Linked DNA regions of Mus musculus: regions 2, 3 and 4 are each linked to region 1. A link is a contact called in public ChIA-PET, HiCAR-type and HiChIP or PLAC-seq data. All regions are on one chromosome and are shown on one strand. Each heading gives the region's core, a stretch centred on a gene start, on an enhancer-like site or on the middle of the called end of the contact. The rest is flanking DNA. Distances are from core to core; before and after follow the strand shown. Region 1 holds the start of Clic4 (chloride intracellular channel 4 (mitochondrial)). Region 2 holds the start of Ifnlr1 (interferon lambda receptor 1). Region 3 holds the start of Rsrp1 (arginine/serine rich protein 1). Region 4 has its middle 56 kb from the start of Syf2.

Region 1 (7,292 bases), core at 1,209-3,708:
ATGTGAGGGAGTAATTTGGGGACCCAAAATGACTTGGATAAATCCTAACTGGGACCCAGTAGTCTTGGGGCCAATGTGGAGTCTTTTGAGGCTCTGCTGGGCCATTTTAAGTGTGTGTCTGTTTGAATTTACCATTTGGGATCACGGTGGAAAGGCTATACTGTGAGGGGACTTTAATCTGTTCACAGTTCTGTGAAAAATTAACAGGGGACCCAGTTCAGAGTCCAGCTGTCCCTTCTATTTGTTTCTGGTTTAAGCTTTGCTCCACAGGACAGCCTGCTGGCTTTTCTTACTTTACCACAAACTAGCTAGCCACTGAGTGGAACATGGCGCTGGCTTTGCCTGTAGGGGTGGACAGGACGCCAGAGGCTCCACGAGGTCCCAGCCCTCCCTAATTACACAAGGCGGTAACCAACACCACCCTCTCTAGTCTAGATACGGAACGGAAGTCTTAGGTTTCTGGTTACTTTGAGGCAGGGTTTAATGTAGCCCAGGCTAGCTTCAAACTCATTTTATAGCCAAGGATGACCCTAAACTCCTAATCTTCCTGCCTGCCCTTTTGGAGTGCAGGGATGACAGGCATGGGGCACCACACTCAGTTAGGCAGTGCTGAGAACTGAGTCCAGGGCTTTGAGCCTGCTAGGCATACAGTCTTCCAGCTGACCTACTAAAACTTTACTGTGCTGGGCAGTTGTAGCACAATGCTTTTAAATCCCAGCATTTGTGAGGCAGAGGCAGGTGGATTTCTGAGTTCCAGTCCAGCCTGGTCTACCGATTGAGTTCCAGGATAGCCAGGGGTATATAGAGAAACCCTGGCTCAAAAAAAAAAAAAAAAAAAAAATACGGTGATTGTTGGTTGCAGTGGTGGACACCTTTGACCCTAGTACTTGGGAGGTGGAGAAAAAAAACAGGCAGACCAAAACCCAAACCCTGGTGTGTGTGTGTGTGTGTGTGTGTGTGTGTGTGATGGCATTCTGTAGAAGTCAGAGGTAAGCTTTCTGGAGTTGGTTTTCTCCTTCTACCTTTAGATGGCCCCAACATCACATCCAGGTTGGAAGTCTTGCAAGGCAAACGCTTTTACCTGCTGAATCATCTTGACTGCCATTATTATTATTATTATTATTATTATTATTATTATTATTTTGAGGTAGTCTTGCAATATACCCAGACTGTCCTCAAACTCTCAGCCCTCCTGCCTGAGCCATCACCTGAGAGCCACGTATATGTCACCAAATCAGGCCGAGGTTTAGGGTGTTTAAGGCCACTGCCAAACTGTGAACTTAAAACAGCCTTACTCCGGAGCATTGATGGATCTAATTGCTGGGGCACAGCATCCTTCTCACAGAATCTAGCAACTTGGAGATGGGGTTGAGTGAGGATAAAGTAGTTGCAGGTTGCACTGCATTTTTACACATCATTCCAATTTGTTGAAGCACTCTGATCCACACTAGGCACAGAGGATGTGAGATAACCATGACACCCCGCTTCCATCCCCCAATTTAGCCTTTCTAATCAACTCACTCATCACCCTAGCCTGGGAGGTACCACAGAATGAGCAGATTAAGGAAAACCAGAAGGCAAATTTCCCAAAGGTGACATTCACTGACGGCAATTCCGCAGTAGACCGCGTGTCTCAGGCCCCTGTCCTCAGGGTGTAAAGTACTCGCCCCTGCGCGCTGAGTGGCACTCAGGTGACTCATTAAACTTCTCCAGGTGAACGGAAGACAGGAATCGGTCCAGGTGGGGCAAAACAGCACGGATAACGTTTTCAGAGTCAGGCGCTGCCTCAAGCACTGGGGTTGTGCTGGAGCGGGACGCTGTCCCACCGTTTTGGCCTAATTCAGAGCCCGGGACACAGGACGACTTTACAAGAACTTTTGAGTATCTTGATTTCAAATAGAGAAGGATCACGAAAGGAGATCCGCGGTCAGAAGGATTAAAAAGTTCTTAAGGACATGAAAACTTTCGCAAAAGTTTTCCAGGAAAAGGCGGCCGCGCCTAACAGAAGTAGCCGAGGAGGCCGCCGCCCCGGGAACCGGAGGGGACGATGAGTCCCTGCGGCTGCAGCGGGGGAGAGGGCGCGAGGCGGGCCGCCGCATGAGGTCACTTGGCACCCAACCAGCAGCAGCTGCGCCGCGGAGAGAGGCGGTGTCAGGCTCCGGCTCCAGGGACCTTCCCCGCCCACCCCCTGAGGGGCGTGGCTTCGGGGGGACCTCCCGGCCAATCCGCGCTGCCCAGCCTAGGCCGCGCCCCCAGCGCCCTCCAGGCTCCCTAGTGGTCGGTCCGTGGAAGCTAGAGCGCTCCGCTGTCTTCCTCGCCTGAGGCCACGCCCCCAGCTGTGGCCCGCCCATTTCCCCCCCACCCCTGCAGGATCCTGGCCACTGCTCCGCCCACGCCCCGCCCATAGGGCTCCGCCCAGCGGTTTGAAGCGGCCGGGACCGCAACCCCCTCAGAGTCGCGCGCGAGGCGTGAGGCGGTGCTGAGGATCTGAGGCCACGGGCAGCCAGACGCCGGGACTGTCCAGCGAACGAGCAAGCCAGCGAGTGAGCGAGCGGCGGGAACCCGCAGCCACAGCAGCCCCGGAGCCACAGCCGCAGCCGCCGTCCGCGGAGCCCAGCCCAACCGGCCATGGCGCTGTCGATGCCCCTGAACGGGCTGAAGGAGGAGGACAAAGAGCCCCTCATCGAGCTCTTCGTCAAGGTGAGCGCTCACCGTCCCGAGCGACGCGGGCTGACGTCCCCGCACCCCGAAGCGCCCCCACGCGGCATCCCCGCAGCCCGAGGCGGCGCCGTACCTCCCGCGCTCATTCCCATTGTCTGGGCTCCGCGCCTTCCCGCCTCGCAGCGGGACCTTGGCGGACCCTGCGGGCGCGGCGACAGGGAGGCGACTCCGCAGGGCGGGACGCGCCTCAGCTGCGCCGCGTGGGTACTGTCACCCTCCTCGCCGTGTCCGACCCCACCCCGCCGCGAGCCCCAGCCTCGGGCCGCGGGGCTGATAGCTCACCCAACTTACTGGAACGCTAGCGCCTGGCCCGGGTGAAACTGAAACTTTAACTTTGATACAATGTTAAATAAAGTAAAGGGGAGGAGGGACCCGGGAGCCGTAAACCCAGCAGTTGGGAAAAGTGGTCTAGGGAAGATCCCGAGTTCAGAGCCAGCCTTGGCTGCTTAGTAAACCCAGGGCAAGCCTGGGATAGGAGGGACCCTCATCCCAGCCCTCCTCCCGCATGGGGGAGGGGAGAATTTTTTTAATGCGGGCGTGGTGACTCGGCTATGACCCAGCAGTAGAGGCTTGAGGAGTCCCTCGAGTTCGAGGCCAGCCTGGGTTACAAATGTGAGCCTCCGGACACACACCCAAAACCCAGGCAACTAACTGCAAAGAAGAAGAAAAAAAAAAAAAAAGGAAAAGAAAAGAAAAAGCGAAAAGAAGGGTGGATGCCCCAAGGCTTCCGGAAAATACAGAGATTCCCGACTTGGGTTTTCCTGTCCGGTGTTTTACCACCATCTGGTTTTCTTGTTTCTCTAGCGCGCCTGTTTTCACATGATGCAACCTTTTGGCCGCTTTCGTTTGCTGTTGCCACCTCGGCAGGCAAGCCCGTTTGGTTTGAAAGAAAACCTGAATTCTCCGCTCTCTCGGGCTTAAAAAGGTTCATTCCTCTCGCCCTCCTCAGTTTGTAAACCCTGGAGCTGCCTTCTTCGCCTAGAAACGCTTCTCTGACTGCTCTCCGCGCCTCTCCCTTTTGGGGCGTAGCGAAGGAGGGAAAAGTTAACGCAACAAACATCTGGGTCCCCTGCTTTACTGAGCCTCCTTGGAAACCCTGACGTTCGTTCTGTTAGCCACTAAATATCCAGGCTTAGGTCGAAACTGGCAACACTAGAAGTCCAACAGGCATCCAGTACTAAAGTCTGCCCTTTCTTAGTTTTAATTTGAAAGAGCGGAAATTATCGAAGGATGTGTTCCAGAGATGGAAGGCAGAAATCTGCAGGGTGGTAACAATGTTTGCCTTAGTGTTTTCTGTTAGTTGCTGGTTTTAGAACTTTTTTTTTTTTTTGGTCTAGAGCATCGGCTCTCAACTGGGGGTCAAGACCCCTTTGAAAGATCAAACGGCCTTTTTACAGGGGTCACCTAAGACTATTGGAAAATGCAGACAATTTCATTACAATTCATAGCAGTAGCAAAGTTACAGTTATGAAGTAGCACCAAAAATAATTTTACTGTTGGGGGTCAGCACAACATGAAGAACTGCATTAAACTGTCGCAGCATTAGGAAAGAAAAGGCTTAGGGCTCTCAAAATATCACAATGTCTGCGACTGGAGGTGGCAGACAATACTTTTGAGGAACCTGAAGAAATGGGGAGAGGGTCGTGGAAAACAGCACAAAGAAGGGAAGACGCTAGGCTAGAGATAGCGACGGGACATAATGGTTTCCCTCTTCTTGTGAGAACAGGGTCTTACTCTGTATCCTGTGCTGTCTTGGAACTCATAATGCAGTCCAGGCGGCCTCAGGCTGGGATTATAGGTGTGAAACATCACGTCCGGCAGGAAGGAGCTTTGATAAACTAAACAAAGCCAAAGAAAGCCCCCAAACCGACTCTGAAAGTGTAGATGCTAGTCTGAAGAACAGTGCTTAATGGTAAAACCTTAGAGGTGCTAAACAACTTGGAATTCTAAACTGAGTCTTTTGGAAGGCAGAGGCAGGCAGACCTCTGAGCTGGAGGCCAGCTTTGTCTACATAGTGAGTTCCAAGCTAGCCAGGGCTGCATAGAAAACCCAGTCTCAAAATCAACCGCAAACACAACAATCACACAGATACTAACACTTTATAGCTTCTGCTCAGCGTGCTTTGGGAGGCCCTGGCCAATAAATGATGGCAAGAGAAATGTTTAAAAACTAGGGAAGGGATTGGAGATGTAGCGCAGTGGTAGCATGCCTAGCATGGGCAAGGCCCCATGTGTGACCTTTCAGCAACACAGACACACTGTCTCTCTTGGAAGGGATGTGACAGATGCCTTCTGCCCTGCTCAGTGTTGACTTAATACTTCCATAAGGAGATGGGTGGGGTGCCTTTTCCCAAAGCTGAGTCACTGGCATACCCCTTCCCAGTGGTCCATATTTGTAGTTGGAACCACTGAATTTACAGGCCTTGGAGGTCAGAGGTCAGCCATAGAGTTCTGTGCCCATTGGCTGGGCTGTCCTGGGCCATTTGTTTTCTCTTGAGCTTTTTTTTTGTCTGTGAAATGCTCTTTACCCTTCTGTGCTTCAGTGTAGGCCAATTGTACGCTGATACAGACCCAGTTGGTTGTTTGAAAGGAGAAAGGAAAGGAGAAGGTGGCAAAGGCTGGCGGTTTCGTTTTAAACCCTGACGTGGGAAATGCACCTGGGGAAGACACTCTATAAATAGAGTTAGTTTTGAAAGCCATGAGGGGCGGAAACTGGTTGTCCAGGGTGGTAGCCTAAACAGTGTTAGTGTTTCACCAAGTATCCTGAGTTGGTAGCTGAGAACTTTGTTGGCGTTTTTTTACTTTGGGACATAGGATCTTAGTCTGGACTGAAATAGCTCTGGAGCTCACACCAGTCTCAAACTCATGGCCTCAGCCACCCTAGTGCTGGCTTTATAGATGTGAATCACCACTATGTGGCTGAAAACTTTCTGTGGTTTAAAAAAAAAAAATGCACTCATTGTGTGTCTGTGTATGGGATAGCATACCTTTGGAGGCCATGGAGGAACGTACGAGAGCTAATTCTCTCTCTCCTACCTCACGGGTTCTGGAGCTTGAACTCAAGAGCCAGCCTTGCAAGGCGTGCAATGACTGAGCTGCCTGTCAGCCTGGTGTGTGTGGTGTTAAGCTACCTAGTCTTGGGCAGGAGATTGCTTCTTTTCCCTTCCAGGGTACTAAAACCAATATATGTTTAGAAGCTATTTTTCATCTTCAGCTATGTATGTCCACATCTGGGTGTGGGTATATATATACATATACACGTTTGCAGGTGATCTTGTGTTCAGAAGAGGATGTCAGATCCCCTGGAACTAGAGTCTGGTGGTGTTTGCAGCCCAACACAGATGCTGGGAATTGAACTCTGATCCTCTACAGGTCCTGCTGCATGGCTGCTACCAGCAGTGAGCGAGCACTCGACCCCTGGCCATCTCTCCAGCATTGTTGCTGTTGCTGTTAGCATATGTCTTGTCTGTCCTTTGAATTGGAAACAACACCTCCCTCCTTTTTGTCTTTGTTTTTTTTTTGTTTTTTTTTTTTTTTCTTGTTTTTGTTTTTGGACTGGTTTTCCCTTTGTATCTAAGCTATCCTTGCACTCCCTACATAGCCCAGGCTGTCCTCTAACTTAGAGCAGTTCTGCCTCAGCCTCTTGAGTGCTGACATTACAGGCATGCAACACCCTGTTCTCCTTGAACAACACACCACACCAGAAGAGAGCGAGCATCAGATCCCATTACAGATGGTCGTGAGCCACTATGTGGTTGCTGGGAATTGAACTCAAGACTTCTGGAAGAGCAGTCAGTGCTCTTAACCGCTGAGCCATCTTTCCAGACCTATTTAACCTCTTTTCCTTCATAGTTTAGTATTTCTGATCTTTTTGTGTATCTGCCACATTTTCTACCAATGTATCTTCTTGGCTGTATCTGTAGTTAGGGTCCAAGATTTCTGCTTTTGTAAAGGTGAATAAAAATTAACTCAGGAAGCACAAATGAAAGGAGCAGAGAGGTGATTACTGACCTGTGTGCCTGAGGTCACCCTCTTTTGGTTTATATAGTCATTTGAGACAGGGCCTTACTCTGTAGCCCAGGCTAACCTTAAATTTGTGGCAGTTGTCTCTCCTCAGCCCCCGGAGTGCAGGGATTACACACAGATAGAGAGTAATCAGGAGTTGGAGTTTTGTTTTGCTTTTATGGCCCAGTTTGTGTTGACACCACTGTTTCTCCACTTTGGCTGCATCTGTATGAAGTGGTGTATTTCTTATCTAAGTAGGAGGTAATCTCTCTGCTGGACTTAGTTTTATGGGTCATAATTTAAACTTTATGTACTATCGTTTGAATTAGGTTATCACTATCTGCAGTAGTCCCAAGCTTCTGGAATTGGGAGGGGTTTTTATAGGACGTTAACCTGCAGGGTGAATTCAATGCCAGCCTGGACCATATGGTGATAACCTGTCTCGGAGAGGGCTGGGTTGTAACTGGGTAGTAGAGGTCTTGCTTAGCTTGTTAGGTCCTAGGATTGATCTCCAGTACCACAAAACAAATGGCAAGGTGCTATGTGCTTATGGAGTCAAATATGGTT
Region 2 (7,292 bases), core at 1,483-3,982, 410 kb before region 1:
TGTAGGTAAACTGTCGATGTCTTCAGATGCACCAGAAGAAAGCATCAGATCTCATTACAGATGGTTGTGAGCCACCATATGGTTGCTGGGATTTGAACTCAGGACCTCTGGAAGAGCAGTCAGTGCTCTTAACTGCTGAGCCATCTCTCCAACCCTATTGCTTCTTTCTCAAATAACTAGCTATGTTACTTATTACCTCAGCTGCTTGCTTCGTGCCCAGGCTTCCTACTGTCTCCTTGCCTTAAGAATAAAGTTCCCACCTCTTATCCAGGTGTTTGATGACTTGTCTGGGTGGCCTGACCACCTGTCTAACATCTTCTGCAGCTCCCAATAGGCTGGCGAAGCTGTGGGAACCATCATTTAGATGTCTTTTCTTAGGTTGCCTGGAGTTCACCATCTAATCTTTGAAAGATTCTACTCAAATGGCACTTCCTCCAGGTAGCCTACCTTGCTACTTCTAAGAGGCGACACTCATGATAGCAACAAAGTAGCAACAGACCCTTTGTATCTGGCTGTAACTTGCTGTTAGCTGAGCTGAGCACTTGTGAGCCTTCTATGAGCTTCCCAGGAAAGGTGGGGAAACCAAGACCCTCTTAGATGCTCAAATCTAGATCAAGCCAACTGTCAGGTGTGAGCTCTGAGCTTACCTCCTCTTCTGGTTTCTCCTGGGGCTCAGTCTTAGTCTGTTTTTTTTTTTTGTTGTTGTTGTTTGTTTGTTGTTTTTTGTTTTGTTTGTTTTTTTTTTTTAAGCAGGTTTGTTTTAGTCTCTCTGTGTATCTGTGTAGTTCTGACCTGGGCCTCAGAGATCCACCTGCCTGTGTCTCCCTAGTGCTGGATTAAAGGCGTGTGCCACCACCACCTGCTTTAATCACCTTTTACATTTATTTATCATGTGTGTGATGCACGCTATGGTGTCTATGTGGAGGCAAAAGCTCACTTTGCAAACATTGGTTCTTTCCTTCTAACGTGTAGATTCTGTCCATTGAATGTCAGGAACGCTTACCTTCAGAGCCATCTCACCAGTCCCCTTTTGACTATGGGAGAGACAAACAGCTTAGTCTAGGCTAGCTCAAATGTGCGGTAATCTCTTAACTCAGCCTCTTGGGTACTAGGAATACACGCAGGAACAACCACACCCGACCAGCTTTAACCCATGCTTCCTATCTTCCTCTGTGTACCAGGGAACAGAAGGAAATGGCTTCATCTTCTGCCCCACGGGAGCTCATGGTCACAGGGAGAATTCAGTCACGTGGGTCACCATGGAGACCCATACATTTTTTTTTTTTTTTTTAGGCACCAGGCAAGGTAAGCCCAAGTCTACATGATTCTCTCAGCTCAAGCTCACGCCAGGGCTGCCCCCTCATTTTTGACCCCAGATGTGGGTGTCTTTTTCTCTCCTGTCCTGTGCCCTGAAGGTGCATAATTGAGACACCGCAGTTAAACCCAGCTTCCAGTTTGTCTAGCAAGAGGCCACTCTGTATGTAAGCCCCTTAGTTTTAAGCCATCCGTGAGCCATCCATGAGCAGGACAGGCCCAAAGTTTGAGCTTGGCCACATGGGGAAAGTCACAGTTCAGAGTTGCCACACTTCACAGAGTCTTCAAGGGTTCCAGGGACTGGTATAGCACTGTATAAAATGTCATTCAGTCCTCAGGACAGACTACCCCTTGGGGCAAGGTGTTACCCACAGCCATCATCAAAGAGACACGGCTCAGAGATCAATGTTAACTAAACCAGTTTGTGTCAGGGATGGAACATAATCCCGTGTCCCCCAAGACCCTCGTTAACTCAAAAACACTGCTACAGAGCTGTGAGCTCGCTCAGGGCAGGGGCAGCACTGGTCATGGGCAAACCTAGGGCTCAGCCTTATTCCTCTGCCCTGTGTGTGCCCCTCTGGGGTACTTCTAAAGCAACCTATGAAGTGCTCTGAGCCTCAGTTTCCCTCACTTAAAAATGATGACTGTCTACCACTTAGAGCAGCTGGGTTGAAAACCTTAAGGAGAACACAGTGGCCAGGACAAAGAAGCAACCAAAAATAATATGAACGTTTATGATTGTTTATCGGCTCTAAGAACCCTTCCTGCTCCTTTGACTGCGTCTAGGACTCTGAAGTATGCCCATGGCTTCCTCCCTGGGGAAGTTGATGAGTGGAAAATTGGGGTTCGGTGCTTGGGTCCTGGCCTCGGGTATTCTGTGCCCCGCTGTCTTACCAGATGAAAGACAAAGAGAGAAAATGCCCCGTTAAAGAGTCTCCTAGCAGGGACCAGATCAACCAGAGCTGGATCCCGGCAGCTCCTGTATGTCCCCTATTAAAAGTGTCAATCAGGTATGCACTCTGGGATTCGGTCAACAAATACAGTCAACGCTTTCCGGTGTCTGTGCCTGGAACTCCCGGCCCTGCCTGGAATAAGGAAACCGGGATCCTTTCGTCCAGAAAAGGCCGTCCAAGCTCAGGATTGTTTCACTCTGGGACCAAGCAAACCCGCGGCAAGTGTACAGAATCCCTGAGGCCCAGCACCAAGTCCCCTCTCGGGACCTCGGGTGGGTGGCACATCTTCGCGGTCCCCGCGGTCCCCGCGGTCCGTACTTACCTAGGGCGCTCTGCAACAGGAACAGGAGTAGGGGCGCCCACCGGTCGGCCCGCCACATTTCGGTCCCTGGGGTCCCCGCCGCCCGCCGCAAGGCCCCTGGGCGGCAGGTGACAAGGGCGGCGGCCCAGGGAGGAGGAGCCTCCGGCGGTGCCACCGGTGGGGATTCACCTAGGGCTGCCCCGCGTCGCCTGCCGTGGGTGGGGGCGGGGCTCTCAGTAACATTTTTTAAAAATCAGACAAGAAATCCAGTTCTGGGGTTCCGTTGAGGAGTAAATAGCACCTAGGGTAGAGTTCGAGGAGACTGGCAAGACTCCCGTTTTGCAGGCGGAGCGGGGGATGGCACCCAGCCTGTCTTGCGAGTTTCTTACTGAGTTTCTGCAGGAATTCCCGGCAGGCTTGTTACTCCCCGCCTACATCGCGGTAAAAGCTTGGAGGAGGCTGTCCTAAGCTGCAACGCGGTCTGTGTCGCTACTAACCAGAAAGGACATCGCTTCAGGCTTTGTTTTCTATCCTGGAGCAGGGGACACTTCATTCCACCACACAAACCATTCTAACTAGCCAAGTGGGAAACGCTGGTTTTGTAAACAGAAGGGCCGAAACCAGAAACCTGCGAAACCACGGAAGGGGAAGCGGGATCTTTCTAAATTACTCTCCTTATAGGTAGAGTCGGGACAAGGCTAGGACAACAACGTGTGTGTGTGTGTGTGTGTGTGTGTGTGTGTGTGTGTGTGTGTGTCCTTTTGTGTGTAAGGATTAAGGGTTATGGACTTCATCTTCTGCATTTTGCCTGCACGGAGTGCGAATGGGGAGTTGGGGTGGATACCACATAGGTACATTGATATCTCTATGGAATTGTTGCAGAATACATACAAGATAGAAAAAGAACAAAAGCTGGACTTTTGGAAAGCAGGCCATTAGCTCAGGTTTCTCTTGATCTCCTGGGGGATTCAATAGACAGCTTAGTTTCTGTCTGGGGACCCAACTTTAACTCGAGTTATTTTGATTTGATTTTTTTTTTAAACTCTGCTCTGTTCAGGCCCAGCACAACAAGAGGTGTCTGGGATTTTTTAAACTACATTCGAGAAGCACAAAAACACATCCTAAAATTATGAGCTTTTTAAGGTACACACCTGCAATCCCAGCCCTGGGTTGATAGAGGTTGGGGGACCAGGAGTTCAAGGTTAACCTTGGCTATGTAAGAAATCAATCATTATGATCCATTTTCAGTATAAGGTGTGTTTAGGGCTCGTCAGAGATGGTGGAGGGGCTCTAGGCCCCTTTTTCCTCTGCCTAGCAGCTGGTGTCTGCTTCTCTAGGTATTGTCAGTGTGTTCTAGGGTTGAAAGTTACAGGTAGTCTGCCCGCCTGTAAGCTCACATATCAGAAAAGGAAAGGTTTGTGTCCTGTACCATTTAGATAAGGAATTCCGGAAGGGGACAATACTAGACAGCAGGTAGATTTTAGCTCCCTGAAGAATTCAGCCAATGGGAACCAAAGAGAGCCGAGAAATGAGATTAGGGGCATAAAAACCATTTTTGTGTCACATTTGGTGCCCCAAACATGTTTGCCTTTTCTCTGGGCTGACTCTACTTTGCAAGTTCTCAACACAAACTGATTCTCTGCTGGGGCTCCAGGACCCTTATTCTGAAATGAAGACCAAACGAATTCGGAGTCCCAGGACTCTTATTTTGAAGTGAAGACCACTGCTTCTCAGCTTTATAGGGATTCAGTTGAGGCTAGCCTGATCTACTCAAGACTTTGTTTCAATTAAAACAAAAGGAGCAAAAAGCTGGATAAAGCTATGTCTTCCTAGACATCATAGAGAGAAATATCTAGACATCTCCCTCTACAGTAATGGCCATTATTTTGGAGTAAAGAGGATTTTTTTCTTTACATTTTTTTTCCCCAAGTAATGACTGTTTCTTATGAGCAGGTTAATGGTGAAGTAAACAAAAGGCTAATTATAGAGACAAGAAGCGCAGCTAATTCCTTTCTTGTTATCTACTGCACTGTGCTCAGGTTCACGGCTGTATTCAACTTACATCACTCTCACGTGCTCCCTTGCTACTCAGAAAAACAAATCTGGCTTTTGCTTGCTCTTCCACAGAAACTCAAAACACTATCCCGGAGATGAGGACTCTAAAGACAGTAGTGAACTATTTCACTCAAAAGGCAATGCTAATTTATTGATTTCTACCTATTTTTTTAATTCTCTCATATATTACATTCCCTGACAATGTTTCCATCTCCCCCTTTCCGCCCAGTCCCTCCCTTCCACCTTCCCTCTCCCCAGATCCACTCCTCCTCCATTTCCCTTCAGGAAAGAGTGGGATATCAACCAAACATGGTATATCAACTTGCAATAAGATTAGGCACATCCTCTCATGTTAAGGATGGACAAGGGTCCCAAAAGTAGGCAAAAGAGTCAGAGATAGCCCCTGCTCCCACTGTTAGGAGTTCCATGAAAACATCAAGTTAGTAATATGTATACAAAGGACATGAGTCAAATCCACGCACACTCCCTGATTGCCAGTTCAGTCTCTGTGAGCTCCTTTGAGCCCTAGATAATTGATTCTGTGTTCTCCTGGGGTCCTTCACCCCGCTGGCTCCTACAACCCCCACCCCTGTTCTGCAGGATTCCCTGAGGTCTGCCTAAGGCTTGGCTGTGGGTTTTTGCATCTGCTCCTGTCAATTGCTGGGCGAAGCCTCTCAGATGGTGATTCTGCCAGGCTCCAGTCTACAAGCAGAGCAGAGCAGTATTAGGGATCATTTAATTGACTTTTTCTTCTACCTCAGCTCTCTGGGCACCCAGCCTCTGGTTCCTGGACTCCAGGCCGTGTCAGGTGTGGGCTCCCTCTGGTGGCCTCTCAGGTTCATTAGTTGGCGAATCCCAGAATTTCTTGGACTCCTTTATCCCAGCACATCTTGCAGGCAGGAGGAATTGTAGGTCGAAGGTTTTGTGGTTGGGTTGCTGTTCCAGTCCTTCCCTTGGAAGGCCTGGCTGGTTACAGAAAATGGCCAGTTCAGGCTTCACAGCCCCTATTGCTAGGAGTCTTCACTAGGGTCACCCTCGTAGATTCCTGGCCATTCCCAGTGCACTAGGTTTCTACCTCACCCCCAAGTGTCCCCCAGTTCCAGTCATCTCTCCCAGTTCTCTCTCTCTCTCTCTCTCCCTCTCTCTTACCCCCCCCATCTCTTCTCTTCCCATTCCCACGCCCCTCCCTCCGGTCCACCTGTGAAATCTATTTCCCCTTCCCGGGGAGATTCCTGTGTCCCCTTCTTGTTACTTAGTCTCTCTGGGTGTGTGGATTGTAGCACAATCATCCTTTACAGCGAGTGTACACTTATCAGTGAGTGCATATCACAATTATCTTTCTGGGCCTGGGTTTCATCACTCAGTATGATATTTTTTTCTAGTTCCATCTATTTGCCTGAAATTTTCATGGTTCTTTTTTAAAACAGTTGAGTAATAATACTCCATTGTGTAAATGTACCACAATTTCTTCACCCATTCTTCCGTTGAGGAACATCTAGGTGATTTCCAGTTTCTGCCTGTTATGAATAAAGCTGTTTTGAACATAGTTGAGCAAGTGCCCTTGTGGTGGAATGGAGCATCCTTTGGATTTAAGCCCAGGAGTGGGATAACTGGATCTTGAGGTAGATCAAGTGCCAATTTTCTGAGAAACTGCCATATGGATTTCTAAGATGACTTTACACGTTTGCACTCCCACCAGCAATGGAGCAGTGTCCCCTTGCTTCATGTCCTTGTCAACGTGAGCTGTCACTTGTACTTTTGATCTTAGCCTTTCTGACGGGTGTAAGAAGGACCTCAAAAATCACTTTGATTTGCATTTCTCTGATGGCTAAGGACGTTGAACATTTCTTTAACTGTTTCTCGGTCACGAGAGGGTCCTTTGTTGAGAATTCTCTGTTTAGATTCACATCCTGTTTTTTCATTGGTTTGTTGATGTCTAGTTCATGAGTTCTTTATGTATTTTGGATATGAGCCCTCTGTTAAATGTGGAGTTGGTGAGAATTTTATCCCATTCTATGGCTGCCGGTTTGTCCCATGGACGGTGTCCTTTGCTTTTTCAGTCCCATGAGGACCTGTGTAAAAGTATCTTTTATTTGTCTGATGTCATTGTCATCTCCAAGGCCTCCATCTGCTAACCTAGGCCTAGTCCTGGAAGCTTCTAGTCTCCATACAATCTTATCTGGGTCTAGACTGTTTTCAGCCTCTGAGACTTGCTGCTGAACAAGCTCCCCCTTTCTAGCTCTTTCTGAACTCTGGTTGGTCAACTTAACTGTCCTGACTCAAAACTCCTCTCCATACTGGCTGATTCAGACTGGCTTCTTTCAGCCTCTGACTGAGTTGCTCTGCTTGGCCTCATACTAACTCTGGCAATGTATTCTAATCTTCTGACTCCTTCTCACTCTCTAGTCAGTTCTGTCTTCACCTGTGTCTAGTTTGTCCTCTCTCTCTCTCTCTGCAGCCTGCCTCTGTACCACTGTCCCTGTAAATCTGTCCCCTCTCCATTCTCTCTCCTAGAGCTGCTCTGTCTTCCGTAGCTTCTCTTTGCTCTCTGTTCTCGTGAGAGTTGGGCGTGTCCTATTCTGTCAAGTCTTTCTCTGATTCGTCACTCTGTCTGCCTCTCAATTAGACATTACTTTCAAACATGGGTGCTTCCTGCTTCAAACTAACTG
Region 3 (7,292 bases), core at 2,105-4,604, 350 kb after region 1:
TTCAACAGCAGCTTTAGTTGTTTTCTGCAGTGGCTTTGCTACGGAATTCTGTAAGACAGTAAGTTGAAATCAACTTCAGAGGTTATCAACACACACACAAAGCCTACATAATAAAATACCGGACACCCAATTTTCAAGAATAATGTTTGGGTTCACTTACATTGGAGCTGAAGGCTATGTTTCTTTGTGTAGAAGACTTTTCACTGGTATTTTTAGTTGCATCTTCAGTCTGCTTTTCTGAATGCTAAAGAGGAAGAGAATTTTAAACATAGCCTTAACTTTTAAAATATTGTATTTAAAAAAAAAAAGCCCAACGTACACAAATGTAGCTGTAGATACACAAACCAAATTCCATCTATTGTCACAGTTAAAGAGCTAATCAACAAAAAAAGCCTGTTTTCCAATTAGCCAGAATGACTTGGGAGGCGCAGTTCCCCACGAATACCCGACTCCTGTTGTAGATATACCTCATTTTGAGTAAGTACAATAAAAAATGCTTCATCTAAAGAAGTGAGGCTTTTGCAATCCACTCATCAAGGAGCCCCTCTTTGCCTGAGCAAAGACCAGGCAGCCCCTGAGGTCTCAGCAATGGACAGACAAACCACCTTCATTATAGTTATTTTTTACCTTATGTTTCTATAAAGCAGTTTCTGAGACCAAGTCTCTTGTATCTATCCCCTAGCTGTCCAAGGACAGCCTCCCAAGTGCTGGGATCATAGGAGCGGGGTACTAAACCCAGTCTACACAGTGCTGGGAGCTAACCCCAGGTACTATGCACCCTGACAAAGTTCTCTACAACTGAGTTACATCCCAGCCCAAATTATTAACCTTAAGATCCAGGTTTAACTTATATACTGCAGTGTGCCAATGCACACCCTCTGTAGTTCTGGAGAATCGTAATAAACTTATCTGCAAGGGAAGCAGGCCTCTTCTTCTGTAATCTCTCAAAACATCTGGAATATATTGCATATATCATGTGAAGGACGTCTAGATCACAGATGCCCACCATGACAGTGCCTCTAGGCTGCTGAGCTGTCACTGCCTTACACAAACAGTCCCTAGCCCAAAACTCTAGCATGCACACCAACTCCCTTCAACAATGGCTAAGCTTTAGTCTGTAAACATAAACTCTGACACTTGAACCCATCATCAATTACCAACAGATTTTCTTCATCACTGTCTGGAGACCACATTCATGATTTCTATAAGACAGAAATAAAGCAGATAAACTATACTGTATGCTGAGCACAGACTTGGGAACATAATGGTGTACATGAAAACTACTGACAACACTCCAGTCTCTAGAGACTAGAGGGAGAGAAAGTATTACCAACAATGTACTGTTTTTACTGTAGTGTAAAGAGCAAACCAAGTGTCCAAGTGTCGACACGAAAGTAGTCCATCGTCTCCCAGTTTCCTGTGAGACAGGCTGATACTTGTCAGATTAAGGTTTTGTTCTGGACAAATGATATAAAGAACCCCAGGAGGGTTGTGTTCACTGGCAAAGGGTAATAAATGCTGGCAGCAGCTTCCTGAAGGCACTTACCTCCACCTTTGGCCCACTGCTGGAAACAGCTGTCCCCTGGCTTGCCTCCTTGGCTCGGAGACTTGCTGGCAAGTCGAAGTTGGCTGTTCCCAGAGCTTTTGCTGCGTTGGCTTTTGCTATTTCTAGTAGCTCCATTCGATCTAAGGGCATTAAGACATTCGTTATCCTCTACTAAGTACCTCTCCTAAAACAATGTTTTTCTCTTTATATGTAAAGCAATTCTAAAAAAAATCCCTTTATAGTGAGGAAAAAAACCCAACTTTCCTTAATTACCTCAACAAGTTAGTTTTGTTCTGACAAACAGCCCTATTTTGCCTTTTCTTTAAATGTTTATTTCTGTAAACTGAAGTGTTTGATAAACTTTATAGCACAGTTATCTAGACTACTAATCTTGATACAGAGTCTGCACACAAGCTCAAACTTACCTACTTTGTAACATCAAATTGCCATGTTACTTAACAGAAAGGCCAGTCAAAACCCATTTTTGAGTAAATCATGAAAAAAAAAAATGTGTTTTGACTTCACCCAGCTAGTAGGAAAGAGTGAGCCTCCTCTCTCTTGACCACCACAGCCATAAATGGACTTTAGTTCAGGTTACTGCACCGGTCACATCCGGCATGGACTTTACTCACAAGGTGAAAGGAAATACGTGAGAAACTATATTCTACCTAACTACTAACTAAACAAAAAACTCTCTCTCACTTCAAGAAATCTCAAAAGACTTCCAGCACCAAAACAAACGCAGGCCTAGATGTTAAGATGTCCTGGGCCTAATCTTACGAAATCCCAGCTAAACTGCTCAACCACATGACTCCCTGGCTGACTCACAGCGCGCTGAGGAAGTTAAACGCGGGGAGGAGCTGGGGAGGTGGCTCGGTGATAAGCGTCCAGAACTCAATCCCCAACACCACCCCCACCAAGGGCACAAACCTCAACCTGATAAAACGCACCTTTCTCACTCAGGCGAAATGGGGTTCTACTCCTGCTGCGCGACCTGGTTCTGGATCTTTCCCTCCACCTGGGGCGATCCTCGGGGTACACCGTCCGGCCGAAGCCGTAGTAGCGCCGCCCTCTAGTGATCGCGTAGTACGACCACCGGTGCTGCGACCTCCCGCGGGAGCGCGACCTGCTCCGGGAGCGGTAGGGCGACGGCGACTTGTAGTACCTCCGCGGCCGCTCGTAACGGCTGTCGCGGTGATAGCGGTGGCTGCGGGAGCGCGACCGGCTGCGTGAGTACGAGCGTGAGTAGCGCCTGTACTTGCGCTGGTGGCGCCTGCGGGACCGGGATCGGGACCGTCTGCTCCTCCGCGGCCGGCTGTGGCTGCGCGAGGACGAGCGGCTAGAGCTGCGGGAGTCGCGTCGGGAGCTGCGGGACGAAGAGCGGCTGCGGGAGCGCGACGACAGGCGGCTGGAGCGGCCCGAGCCCGAGGTGGACGGCGAGGCTTTCTCCTGCGGAGAGCCGGGCCACATGTCGTTCACGTATTTAGACATGGCGGCCGAGGACATGGCTCCCTTCTGAAAACGGAGATCGGTCCGCAAACGCAACGGCGTCTAGGAACTACAGAGAAAGTCAAGAGTCTATCATCCAGGTGGGGCGCGCAGTGCCCAGTGCGCGTGCGCGACACCCCAGGGCGAACCGGTCCCTGACCAAGCGGCCCCACTCACCTTAAACGGATGAAGAGCTCGCGAGGGCGAGAGAGGCCAAGCGGGCACCTTTCTCTGCGACCAGGAACCGAAGCGGGCGAGGTTCCCGATTCCAGCGACCGGAGAGCACAGGAACCTCCACTGCCAAAGTCCAGACTGGGACTGAGCTTAGTGGCGACGTCAGCATCGAAAATACTGGAAGCTGGCGCCGAGCATGCGCACAGACATCCGTGCGAAAGGGCGGGTCCCACTCTCGTCCAATCGCCAAGCGATGTTGGCTGCGCCTTGGAGACACGCATGCGCGTCAGTTGTCACTCCACCAACGGCCGCGCCTCCTCCCCATCCCCCACTCCCGCCCGCCTTCTACATCCGGGTATTTTGAGGATTTGTTTACTTCAGGGTTTTTTGTTTGTTTGTTTGTGGGGTCCTTGGCTGCTTTTGGATCTTGAGTTTTTTTTTGAGACAGGAGCTAGCTGTGTACCCCTGTCACGCCTCGAACTCGCGGCAATCCCCATGTCTCTGCTTCTCAGCTAGGGGGTCTGCGCCACCACGCCCAACTTTGTTTTTCTTTGTTTGGTTTGGTTTGGTTTAGTTTGGCTTCCTTTCCTGCTTTCGATTTTGAAATTCGGGAAAAGGAGAGGGTAGCAAAGAATTTAGCCGGCTCAAAAGCTGGATCAAGGACACAGAGGACAAGTCGGTTCCCGTGCCTCGGTCGTCCCCGGGTCATGTGTCGTCCCCTCCCTCCCCCAGCCGCTGCCCAGCTTCCCTTCTTGGCTCCTCCTATGGTGGAGATTGGGAGGGGTATCCCTGGACCCCGAAGATATAGTTTTAATTTAGAAAGGCTGCTTTAACGGCCTTGTTTGAGCTAATTAAGGTAATTTGAGGTCGAGACAGGAATTCCAACGACCACAGTTGACCTTTGAGGAGCAACAGTGATCCTTGATTGTGTGTGTGTGTGTGTGTGTGTGTGTGTGTGTGTGTGTGAGAGAGAGAGAGAGAGAGTAATTTGTGTGTACAGGATGCCACCGAAGACAGAGCCATTGTGGGCCACCAAGTATGGGGGTGTTGGGAACCCAGACTTTGTGCTAGGCAATGCAGCAAGTGCTCTTAATAGTAAGCCATTTCCTGAGCCCGATAGGTCTGTTCTAAGACAAGTGTGATTAGGACAGGACATTTAATCTTATTTCCAGGGCAAATTCCAAACACTCAATGTCATGAGGCATATCTGACCTTGAAAACTGTGGGTAAGTGAACAGCACTGAACGAAATAGCTATTTCAATATTGGGAGATGGTGTTCTTAGAAATTAGGCAGGGTTTTACAGAAGCTCTGGATTTTAGAGGGAGATGACAGAAATAAGGACTCTTTGTTCGTGCCTCCTTCCTCCTCCTTCCCCAATATACAGCGAAAGTGAAGAAATAAAAACCTTACTGTGGCCACCAGGATGGCTCAGCAATAAAGAATGCTTGTGGGACTGGTGAGATAGCTCAGTGGTTGAGAGCGCCGACTGTTCTTCCAAAGGTCCCAAGTTCAAGTCCCAGCGACCACATGGTGGCTCACAACCATCCATAATGAAATCTGATGCCCTCTTCTGGAGTGTCTGAGGACAGCTACAATGTACTTACATATAATAAATAAATAAATCTTTAAAAAAAGAAGAAAAAAATGCTTGTGGAGCACTACTGACAACCTGCAGTGGAGTGGAAGGAGAGAACTGACTTCCAAAAGTTGTTCTCTAACCTCCAGAAGCCCCCATCCCATCCCATCCACCAATGGTAAAAGTTCTCAAACTGCAGGAGCTGGAGAAACAATCAGCAGTAAAGAGCACTGACTCCCAGGACCCACAGGACGGACGGCTCACACCCATCTGGACCTCCAGTACCAGGATGAGCACCACTCACCAACACACATCCACACCGTACAGACCTGGGTATAGGCAGAAGGTAACAAGACCCCAGATCTCAGCCCAACTGACTCCATAAAGGAAGTGCCGTTCAGCCCATAAAACCCAGCACCTGGACAGGGATCTTATGTGCCAAAACAAAACCAAAAAGTCCTATCCAAGTCCATAGTACTTGGAGAGTCTATAAATGTACCAACCTTGCTTTTTGGTTTCTGGACTTCTGCTTCTGGCTAAGTGTTCTTATTAACTAAACTATATCAACCCGGGATATATAAAATTTTTTGTGTGTAAAAGATCACCCTGAGAAAGGCTCAGGGCTACTCTGGCATCCCAAACACCCAGTGGAGTCAATAAGCAGCAAATAAAGAATTTCTAACCTGGGCAGTGGTGGCGCATGCCTTTAATCCCAGCACTCAGGAGGCTGAGGCTGAGGCAGAGGCAGGCGGATTTCTGAGTTCTAGGCCAGCCTGATCTACAAAGTGAGTTCCAGGACAGCCAGGGCTATACAGAGGAACCCTGTCTCCAAAAACAACAACCAAAAAAGAATTTCTATTGACTTAAATTGTCTTCTCTGGTGGATACCCCATAACACAAAACACCCATACCATAGATTAAATCCTTTATAAAGACTGTGGAGAGTTGAGGTGAGAGAACAACATAAACCCCATGTGTCTCCATGTAAGGACCAGGCCTGATTTCAGAAAAGGCCATAAGGCACAAGCTTCAGGGATAGACCATAAGTCCCAGAAACTAAGTCATAAGACCCAGGCTCTAGGAACAGACTGTAAAATCCAGAATGAGATCATAAAACCTGCTCCCAAAGAAGGGCCTGTGGGGGAGTTGGCTGGAGAGATGGCTCAGCAGTTAAGAGCACTGACTGCTCTTCCAGAGGTCCCGAATTCAATTCCCCGCAACCACATGGTGGCTCACAACCATCTGCAATGGGATCAGATGCCCTCTTCTTCTGTGTCTGAAGACAGCTACAGTGTACTCACATGCATAAAATAAATCTTTTTTAAAAACCTGGGGATAATCATAAATGGCGAAATATCTGTGATGTGCAGCCCTATTTCATCACATGGTTGAATGTTCATGGCATAGGAATGCTGACCACTGACCACCTATGAAGCCCTGGCAACCACCGATGAAATTTAAAATTTTTAAGGATTACTTCTAGAGAGTTTTCCAGGTTCCCTCTAAGAAGGCCTGCATGCCTCTGTCTGGGGCCGCCATTTTAGAATGGGGTCGCCATTTTAGAGAATGCTGGTTGTTTCTGCAGAATAAATGCTCTCTGTTTTTGCATACTATCTGAGTCTGTGGTCTTCCTTCAGCGATTTTTAGACCCTTACAGTGGAAGTGTGATCCCAGTAGCTGAGTTCTTATGCAATGTCTTTTTTCTTCTTCTCATTTTGTGACGGCCTGCCTGTAATCCCAGCTGAGGCAGAGGCAGGAGGATTCTCTGGATGCTCTTTAGTAACTGCCTACCAAGGACTCTTGCTGACTGTTCTCAGGAAGCTGTGTGGGCAAACAGAAACCCAAGTTTCACCATTTACAAATGAGGAAGCAGCTTTGCAGGGACAGTTAGTGAACCTGCTCACGTTGCAGTCCTAGGCTTCCGTTTTTGCGTAAAAGAGGCTGCAGGAGCCTTTGCAGACAATTCATAGTATCTGTCAAGTGTGTGCCTGAAAACAATGGTGACCAGAACTCTCAGGAATGGTGGCAAACACCCAAAATCCTAGCTCTTGGGAGGTGGAAATAGAAGAATCAGAAGTTCAAGCTCAAAGCCAGCTGGGTTCCATTAGACTATGTCTCAAACAAAGGAATTATTAGAAGAATTCTAGAGGCCAATCTTGAAACAGTGGGAAACAGGACCGACAGAGTGTTGGTGTCTTGAATACAGTTAACTGACTGGAGTTAAAGCTGCAGATGTTCCCATCCCCGGGGCATCAGGAACTAGAGGTGAAACCGACTGATGAGAGATCCTCCACTTAGGATCGAGCTTCTGGAGGAGCCAATCGGAAGGAAGGGGAGGCGGAGCTTACCAAAGGGAATTTAATAGGTTTAAACGTGAAAGATGCTAGGTGCTCTGAAAAAGGATGCGACAGACCCAAGAGTTCAGGAACACTGCACAATCTTTACCAAGGCTAAAATAGGGATGCGGGGTCCAGGGTAATGCTAACAGAGATAGCTCAGCAGCTAA
Region 4 (7,292 bases), core at 2,495-4,994, 290 kb after region 1:
ACACCACTGGGGAAAGAAGAGAGCCAAAGGCAGGCAGCGCTGCTCCAGACCCACCCCACCCATCCCACTCGCTGGCCCAGGGAGCCCTCTGTCCTCCCAAGACCCCTCCCCATGTGGTCCCAAACCCTGTTGACTCTAGAGGTGGTGGCACAGTCCTGCTGGGAGCGGATCTTAGTTGTCAGGCTCAGGGAGACTGATGGCCCTTCTCTAGCCAAGCCTGGCTCTTAGCTCTCTGCACGCTGGACCCTCACAGATCTCCCGGGCCTGACCACTCTTCAGAAAACAAATGCAGAATGAGTGTGGAAAGAAAATCTAATTAGGCCCCATTGGAGCCCCGTCTCCTCCTCTTATTACATTAACCCCTTTGAAGTGAGGCCAGGCTCATTAGAATAATTCCAACATAGGAATTGTTTTCTAAGCTCCTGAGCTAAGAAAAATGACTTTCAAAATTGCATTTAATCGAGTCCCGTGTCCCAGTCTCTCCCAATGGGACGAAGGATGTTTCAATGGCCAGAGAACCGATCCTGCGTTAGAAAAAAAGCCTGTGGGGTCTGGGGAGCCAGCTTCCCACTGGGTCAGAATCACTGAGGCCGGGGATGAGAGGCCTGTACAGGTAGGTATATGGAAGGGGCTATTCAGGTTCCCTACCACACACTCTAGCCATGGCCCCAAGTCAGAAAGCATGCCAGGAATAGGTAGCCCCAAAATGTCTTCCTTGAACGCAAAGCCCAGGTCCAGCCCACATCTTCTGACCCACGTGGTCAACAGAGTACACCAGAGGCCACACTGTTTTAAATTCCCAGGTTCTTTGGAGACCCAGCTGGGATTAGGACCTTACCAGTCTCTATCAATTGGGACTCTGTTTGGGGACTTGAGTCCTATGCCTGTCCTATACCCTGAATCTCTAATGGGGACCTCAACAAAACAGTAGGTTACAGAAGGCAAATGTCCCTCCCAAGCTGGCTAAAGGCCACACCTCAGCTCTGGGATCCAGCTGCCTCCTTGTCCCAGGGCCCTGGCTGCCCATCTTGTGCCTTCCAGGATTTCCAAATTGACTTCAGTTCAGGAGAACAACCCCGGGCCTTCACCAAGGGCACAAGTTGTGACCTCTGTGGTGTATAGGGGTGGGGATGTGGGATGCAGGGCACCTCGCATCTGGATCTAGCTCAAGCATAACCCCCTCCAGAAAGGCCTGCCCCGGACACCCAGACCTACTCCCACCCAGGACCCACAGACCCCCAGTCCTTCCCTACCCCCGGTTCTTTTTTTTTCGATATTATTTGTTTTATATATATGAGTACACTGCAGCTGTCTTCAGATACACCAGAAGAGGTCATCGGATACCATTACAGGTTGCTGTGAGCCACCATGTGATTGGTTGCTGGGAATTGGACTCAGGACGTCTAGAAGAACAGTAAGTGCTCTTAACCACCGAGCCATCTCTCCAGTCCCTCCAGGTGCTTTTTATTAGTCGCTCCACATCCCTGGCCATGAGGAGCCAGTGTTAACAGCTTCGTGTAACTTTGTACACTGGGTCCCGTGAGTGGTACCCCAAAACGGAGCTTCCTCAAAGCCAATCAGAGTCCCCATCCAAGTCTGAGCCACCCATCCTTCTCTCAGGAAGGGCAAGGTGACCTGAGACATGGCATGGGCACACAGCTCAGAGTCCCTGTCCCTGTCTCCCATCCTCCTCCTGGCCAAGGAATTAAGAGACACCGGGATGTCCACCCTCCCTACAGACTCTTCAGAACTTCTTACCCGAGGATGGAGCTGGGGGGTGGTCAGGTGCTCCACAAGTGATTCCTCCAAGAACAGAGCCTGGATGAGTCTCTGCACATTGATGAGTCTCAAGAAGGAACTGCGGTGTCTCCATTTAGGAAAAAAATGCCCTTTCTGCTCCTTAGAGTTCAGGTGACGTTGGCTCACCTTCCTAACCAAGGGCAAGGTCTCCATGCTCAGGGGTGACAAGCCGTGGTATGGATGGTCACTCTTCACCTCCCCTTTCCCAAGCTCTCAAGAACTAAGCTAAATGTTTGGTTTCCAGGAAAAGATTCTACCAGCAACCATTAGCCAGACCCTGAGCAAAGAATTCTCCTGCTGTGACATTCCAGTGATGTCAAAGGCACGCAGAAGAGGGGCAGCCTGCAGCAGGACAGATACAGGGTGCAGCCTGTCAGATCGCAGTTTCTTCCTTCTAGTCCTTCATTCATACTCGGTAAGCCTCTGTCCACAGTGTGCCCACAGAACCCACCTTCCCAGGAGCTCACAGACTCCCTCCCGTAGAGCTCTTGCTGTAGGCTTGTCCAAGTACAGTCTGTCTTCTGGGACGCCCTTGCCCTTCAGCGACTCCAGAAGGGAGTAACTTTAGCATCACAGAAATCTACAGTCCAGAGTGTCTCTGCCATTCTGTGACTTTGGGAGGATCATATAATCTCTGGAACTCAGTTTCTAGGTCTGTAGAATGGGCGTGGGCATGGCTGTACATGTATGTATCATGATCGGTGTATCGATGGTGATGGCGTATCACAGTGTGTGGCCAAGGAAGAGGTTAAGGAGCGTTTGGAAGCTGGGAACATGGCACACTGGTTAAAGTCCTCGCTGTGTGAGTGTGAGGACTGCAGCTGGGAAGGATTCTTAAAATCAGTGTCAGGCCTTGCATGCATGTGTATACACACACACACACACACACACACACACGTGTATGCCCACACATATGCCCAACACATACACATGCAAATGAAAAGGAGAGGAAGAAGGAAAAATTAGCATCTATTAAATTACTTATTATTTCCTATTACAAGATGGGGAAACTGAGGCTCCGAGGGAAAATGTTTCCCATGAGACACCCGAGGAGTCCCTGAGATGAATGTCTCTCTCAGATTCTACATTCTGGAACTTTCTGACCATAGGGTCAGAGTTCAGCCTTCACGGTGATCTTGTCAGCACGGGTGCAGAATGAACAGGAGAAAATAAAGTTAGATTTGTCACAGCCAGGGATCCACTGAGGGGCCAGGAGACAAAGAGGCTCACCTGCCTCCTGAAGCCATCAAGGACACAAAAGCACAAAGGAGCTGGGCGTGGCAGCACACACCTGGAATCTCAACATTCAGGAGGCTGCAACAGGAGGGCCACAAGTTCAAGGCCAGTCTGAGAACAGAGTGAGACCCTGATTCAAAAATCAATTATATTAATAATAAGTAAGCTAAAGAGATAACTGGATTGGATCCTTAAAACCCATATAAAAACTGGTGAAGTCCAGGCCAGAAAAAAAAAAAAATTCTCGCCGGGCAGTGGTGGCACACGTCTTTAATCCCAGCACTCAGGAGACAGAGGCAGGTGGATTTCTGAGTTCGAGGTCAGCCTGGTCTACAGACTGAGTTCCAGGACAGCCAGGACTACACAGAGAAACCCTGTCTCGAAAAACCAAAACCAAACCAAACAAAAACAAAACAAACAACAACAACAAAAAACCCATCTCAATAACCAAAGTGGACAACACCTGGGGACAACACCAGGAGTTAACCTCTGGCTTCCACATGCAGAGATACACACAAAAACTTATGCTCACACACATATACATATATTAAATAAATAAATAGGCATTAGCAAAGCAAGAGGCAGGGACAAAAGGGAGGCTCTGTGACACTCAGACCCACCATGCCAGGCAGCCCCAGGCTGTCCCCAGTCCCCACAGAGGGCAGGCTGGCACCGCAGAGGACTCAGCCCACTGCCAGCAACCCTTGGCCTCAGAGGCAGCAGCAGCTCCCAAATTCCTGGTCTCTGAGTCCGGCTTGGGAGCATTACTCAGAAAGTCCCGGAGCCAAAGTAAACGTGGGAACCCCACAGTGGAGGAGGCTTTGCCACTGGAAGGAGATCCAGTCTGTCACCCAATGTGGCTCAGCCCTTCCAGCAAAACCACAGCAGCCCTGTCCTCGGCCGATGCTAATTAGATGAAGAGCTCTAAATGAAATAATAAGGAAATAATAAGTCTGGGCTGGGCAGCTATGCCAGGGATCATTAGAGCTGAGTCGCTGTCCAGAGAAGACAGCAGGCAGGGCCAGAGTCAGGCCTGGACAGCACCCAGAGGAAGCCCAGGGGTCGGCCATGCTTAAACCTGAGCTGACGGTGAAGCAGCTGGTATATATATAGGTCATCAGGGCAGTGGCCCAGGAAAGTCTCCAGTGTGCCTGCTGTCCGTAAGCCAAAGGGGAAATGGCCTCAGCCTGTCTCAGTGTTCCATGCCTCTTGGATCCCCTTGCCCTCTGGTCCCTCTGAGTCAGAGCTGGGGATAACTGTGATCAGACCCTCCATTCTGTGGACACCAGGATCCGTCCAGATACACCAACCGTCCCTCAATACACCATCCTCGATTCATTCACTGCAGAGGAAGCAGGTGAGCGGACAGAAGGCCCAGTCCCCGCCAGGCAGCTCTTTGGCTTACACTGAAAATGTCCAGAAGGAAAAAAAAAAAACCCTGGATGAGGAAGGGTTCAGGCAGAGACCTCAGGGCTTGACCTGCATCTCCCACCAAAACCACCTGGGTTTTACTAAAAGGACAAACATGATACAGCACATGTGGAAAAAGAGCCAAGGGCCTCAGTTAAAACCATAGTGAGCCAGGCATGGGAGCTCAGACCTGGCATCCCTGCAGGGTAGAGGCAGGAGAATCAGAGACTCAAGGTCATAAGGCCATTAAGATGGCTCAGCCAGTAAAGGCCCCTGTCCCCAAGCTTGCTAATGGCTGTCAGGCTGAGTTCTTGCTGACACAGACTTGTGCATCTTAACTGGGTTTTTGTTGTTGTTTTGTTGTTGTAGTTTTGTTTTCTTTTATAATTTTGCATAATGTTACCTCGGGGGAGACTGAGTAAGATACACCCAGTCTCTTCATTGTGTCTTACAACTGCATCAGAATGGCCAGTCATTCCCAAATTAGATATTTGTGCGGCACTGGGGACAGAGTGGAGATCCTTGTGTTGTTAGGCAAGCCCGTGGCTAAGGTATATCCCCAGCCCCCAAGTCGTTTTTTTTAAGTTTTTTTGTTTTTTGTTTTTATTTTATGTACATGAGTGTTTTGTCTGCACGTATGTAAGTATGCCACACACATGCCCGGTGTGTGAGGTCAGAAGAGGGAATCAGGTCCCCTGAAGCTGGCAGTATAGATGAGCCACCATGTGGGTGCTGTGAACTCAAACCTAGATCCTCACTAGAGTAACTAGCTCTCCTAACTGCTGAGCAATCTCCTCAGATACTCCCGCCCCCCTCCCCACACACACTTTAAAAAAATAAAAAGAAGGAGGAGGAAGAAGAAAAGGAGGAGGAGGAAGAGGAGGAGGAAGAGGCTGGGACTCAGTGTTTAAGAGCCCTGGCTGCTCTTCCAGAGAACCTGGATTCAATTCCCAGCACCCACGAGGCAGCTCACCACCATCTGTGACTCCAGGTCCAGAAGATATGATGCCCCCTTCTGGCCTTTCCCGGTACTGCATGCATGTGGTATGCCTGTGTACATACAATAAACCAGTTTTCAAAGCCGGGAAGGCTGATAGGCTGACTCAGTTAATACAGTGAGTGCTTTTTGTGCAAGCATGAGAGCCTGAATTTCCTCCCCATCATTCATGTAAAAAAAAAACCAGAATGTGGGGGTGCACACATGTAATCCCAGACAGGACATCGCTGGGACTCACTGGCCCAGCCTGTTTGTGAAGCTCAGGCCAGGGAAATACTTTATCTCAAGAAATAAAGTGGACAAGGCCAAAGAAAGACACCTAAGTTTGACCTCTGATCTCCATACACACATGCACAAATGTAAACACACACCTGCCAGCACACATGTGCATCTATGTACACATACCTAAATACACACACGCACACACACATGAACCACCTGAGAACCCACCAAAGTGCAAGGTTAATTTACAAGGTCTGAAACGAGGCTTGTGTTTGTTTGTTTATTTGTTGTTTGTTTGTGAAGTCTCCACGAGAGTTGAAAAAAAAATCACACAATGAAATTATTTCCAAATTTAATTTGCCTAAAGATTTAACTTCTTAATGTGAAAAAAATGTATCAAAAAATTCCGATGTCAGGCTAGAGCGTACAGCAGCCCCAGCAGACTAGGCGAGAAAGGCCTAGAAGATTGAATTAGGACCCTGGGAGTGCTGAGCTGGTCGCCGGGAGCCTCCTGATTCTTCCAGCTCATGGTCTCAGTGGCCTGAATGGTTCTATTATAACCAGGAAGTGTTCAAGCATGTAGGAAGGAAGGAATGCTGGACCACAGAAGTGCCTAGCCCTTCTGCCCCACAGCGAAATCCCCCACCGAGCCTTCTTAGCCGAGCTTTTGAAGGTGACAAATGGTGTGTCGCCAACGGGGACAGGACTCTTCTCTACCATCTATCCATCTATGTAAGTGGGGGGAGAGACAGCTGCTGAGTGTCCGTGGGGTGGGGCGGGGCAACTGCTGAGTGTCCGTGGGGTGGGGCGGGGCAGCTGCTGAGTGTCCATGGCCCTTTAAGGTCTTCATGAATGACAACGGGAACTTGAATTGTTTTTTTTTTATTATTATTTTTCTCCTTCTCTCTCCATAATTAACCAACTAATTATCCTCTTCTGCCCGCTAATGAGTCACTGGAGACACAGAAGGGAGAGGAAGTATGTGCGATGCTCAGCTGGGAGGTCTCCAGTCTCCCTTCCGTGCTGTCCACAGGCTCTGGCCACCAGGCACGCACGGTTCCTTCACCATTCCAAGCAGAGAACTGAAAACTTGTGATCTGAGGCCAGTTTCCTTCACAGCTATGAGCTGAGCAGTGTCCCAGGCAACTTCTGGAGCCAGAGAAGTGAGGCAGAAGGCGCCCAGGGGTTCAAGGTCAGAGAAGCTGAAAAACCACAGAAGGGAGGAAAGTTCCAAACCCATTCAGAAGAGCCAGCCACTCACAGCAGTGGCCCCAGCCGCAGGGTGCCTGCCTCCCTCCCATCTCCCTACTTCTTTTGTCCTGGTATATCTAGCAGCAACACCTGGGTTGCTGGGTGGCTGGCTGCTTCCAGAGAGCTGTTCACCTGAGCCTGCCAGAGGCTCTGTGTCTCTAGAACCTTCCACACAGAGTTCTTACTGTCACACAGACCCTGGAGACATCATGGCTACTCCGTGAAGAGCAGCGAAGGAGGGGCTCGCTCCTAACCTCCAGAACTCCTCAAGCCCGTTGTGAGAAACATGGAGCTGAGAGAGCTCTGAGCCACTCAGCTCTGCACAGTTCAGACCCTTGTGTGAAACACCCACAGCTGCAATATTATATTCTCAAAG

What was found. ChIA-PET counts read pairs in DNA pulled down with a chosen protein or histone mark. HiCAR-type assays count read pairs that join an accessible place to other places. HiChIP or PLAC-seq counts read pairs in DNA pulled down with a chosen protein or histone mark.
Region 2: a contact with region 1 is called in a FOXA1 HiChIP or PLAC-seq map of pancreatic cancer cells. The contact joins the promoter of Ifnlr1 here to the promoter of Clic4 in region 1. A contact is called at or near these places in 1 of 39 promoter capture datasets (hippocampal neurons), 1 of 115 datasets of contacts at active chromatin or transcription factors (pancreatic cancer cells) and 1 of 9 other capture datasets (liver).
Region 3: an RNA polymerase II ChIA-PET map of effector CD8 T cells shows a contact between it and region 1, with 273 read pairs. The contact joins the promoter of Rsrp1 here to the promoter of Clic4 in region 1. A contact is called at or near these places in 18 of 39 promoter capture datasets (the 3T3-L1 cell line, the C10 cell line, the HPC-7 cell line and 9 more), 1 of 15 datasets of contacts at CTCF or cohesin (the NIH/3T3 cell line), 10 of 484 Hi-C or Micro-C datasets (B cells, CD4 T cells, Sertoli cells and 6 more), 33 of 115 datasets of contacts at active chromatin or transcription factors (the 230-238 cell line, DN3 thymocytes, the NIH/3T3 cell line and 24 more) and 5 of 9 other capture datasets (adipose tissue, embryonic stem cells, liver and 2 more).
Region 4: a HiCAR-type map of astrocytes shows a contact between it and region 1, with 2.2 times the contacts expected there. The contact joins the enhancer-like site here to the promoter of Clic4 in region 1. A contact is called at or near these places in 1 of 39 promoter capture datasets (the 3T3-L1 cell line), 1 of 15 datasets of contacts at CTCF or cohesin (the NIH/3T3 cell line), 1 of 484 Hi-C or Micro-C datasets (bone marrow-derived macrophages) and 10 of 115 datasets of contacts at active chromatin or transcription factors (astrocytes, bone marrow-derived dendritic cells, bone marrow-derived macrophages and 5 more).

The regions. Positions count from the first base shown.
Region 1 is chr4:135,267,926-135,275,217 of GRCm38.p6, reverse strand. Clic4 (chloride intracellular channel 4 (mitochondrial)) reads left to right here and starts at 2,458. Exons shown (of 6, transcript NM_013885.2): 1 at 2,458-2,700. The coding sequence starts at 2,629.
Region 2 is chr4:135,681,897-135,689,188 of GRCm38.p6, reverse strand. It overlaps Ifnlr1 (interferon lambda receptor 1), which reads right to left and starts at 2,732. Exons shown (of 7, transcript NM_174851.3): 1 at 2,590-2,732. The coding sequence starts at 2,647.
Region 3 is chr4:134,919,687-134,926,978 of GRCm38.p6, reverse strand. It overlaps Rsrp1 (arginine/serine rich protein 1), which reads right to left and starts at 3,354. Exons shown (of 5, transcript NM_023665.3): 1 at 3,212-3,354; 2 at 2,497-3,104; 3 at 1,547-1,686; 4 at 161-244; 5 at 1-48. The coding sequence starts at 3,052.
Region 4 is chr4:134,982,928-134,990,219 of GRCm38.p6, reverse strand. No RefSeq gene overlaps it. Among named protein-coding and RNA genes, the nearest start is that of Syf2, 56 kb to the right of the region's middle. Within about 2 kb of position 3,744, at least 45 of the 459 cell types and tissues checked have an H3K27ac peak or open chromatin away from gene starts, as enhancers often do. A contact at or near this core is called in astrocytes and pancreatic cancer cells, where this site is marked.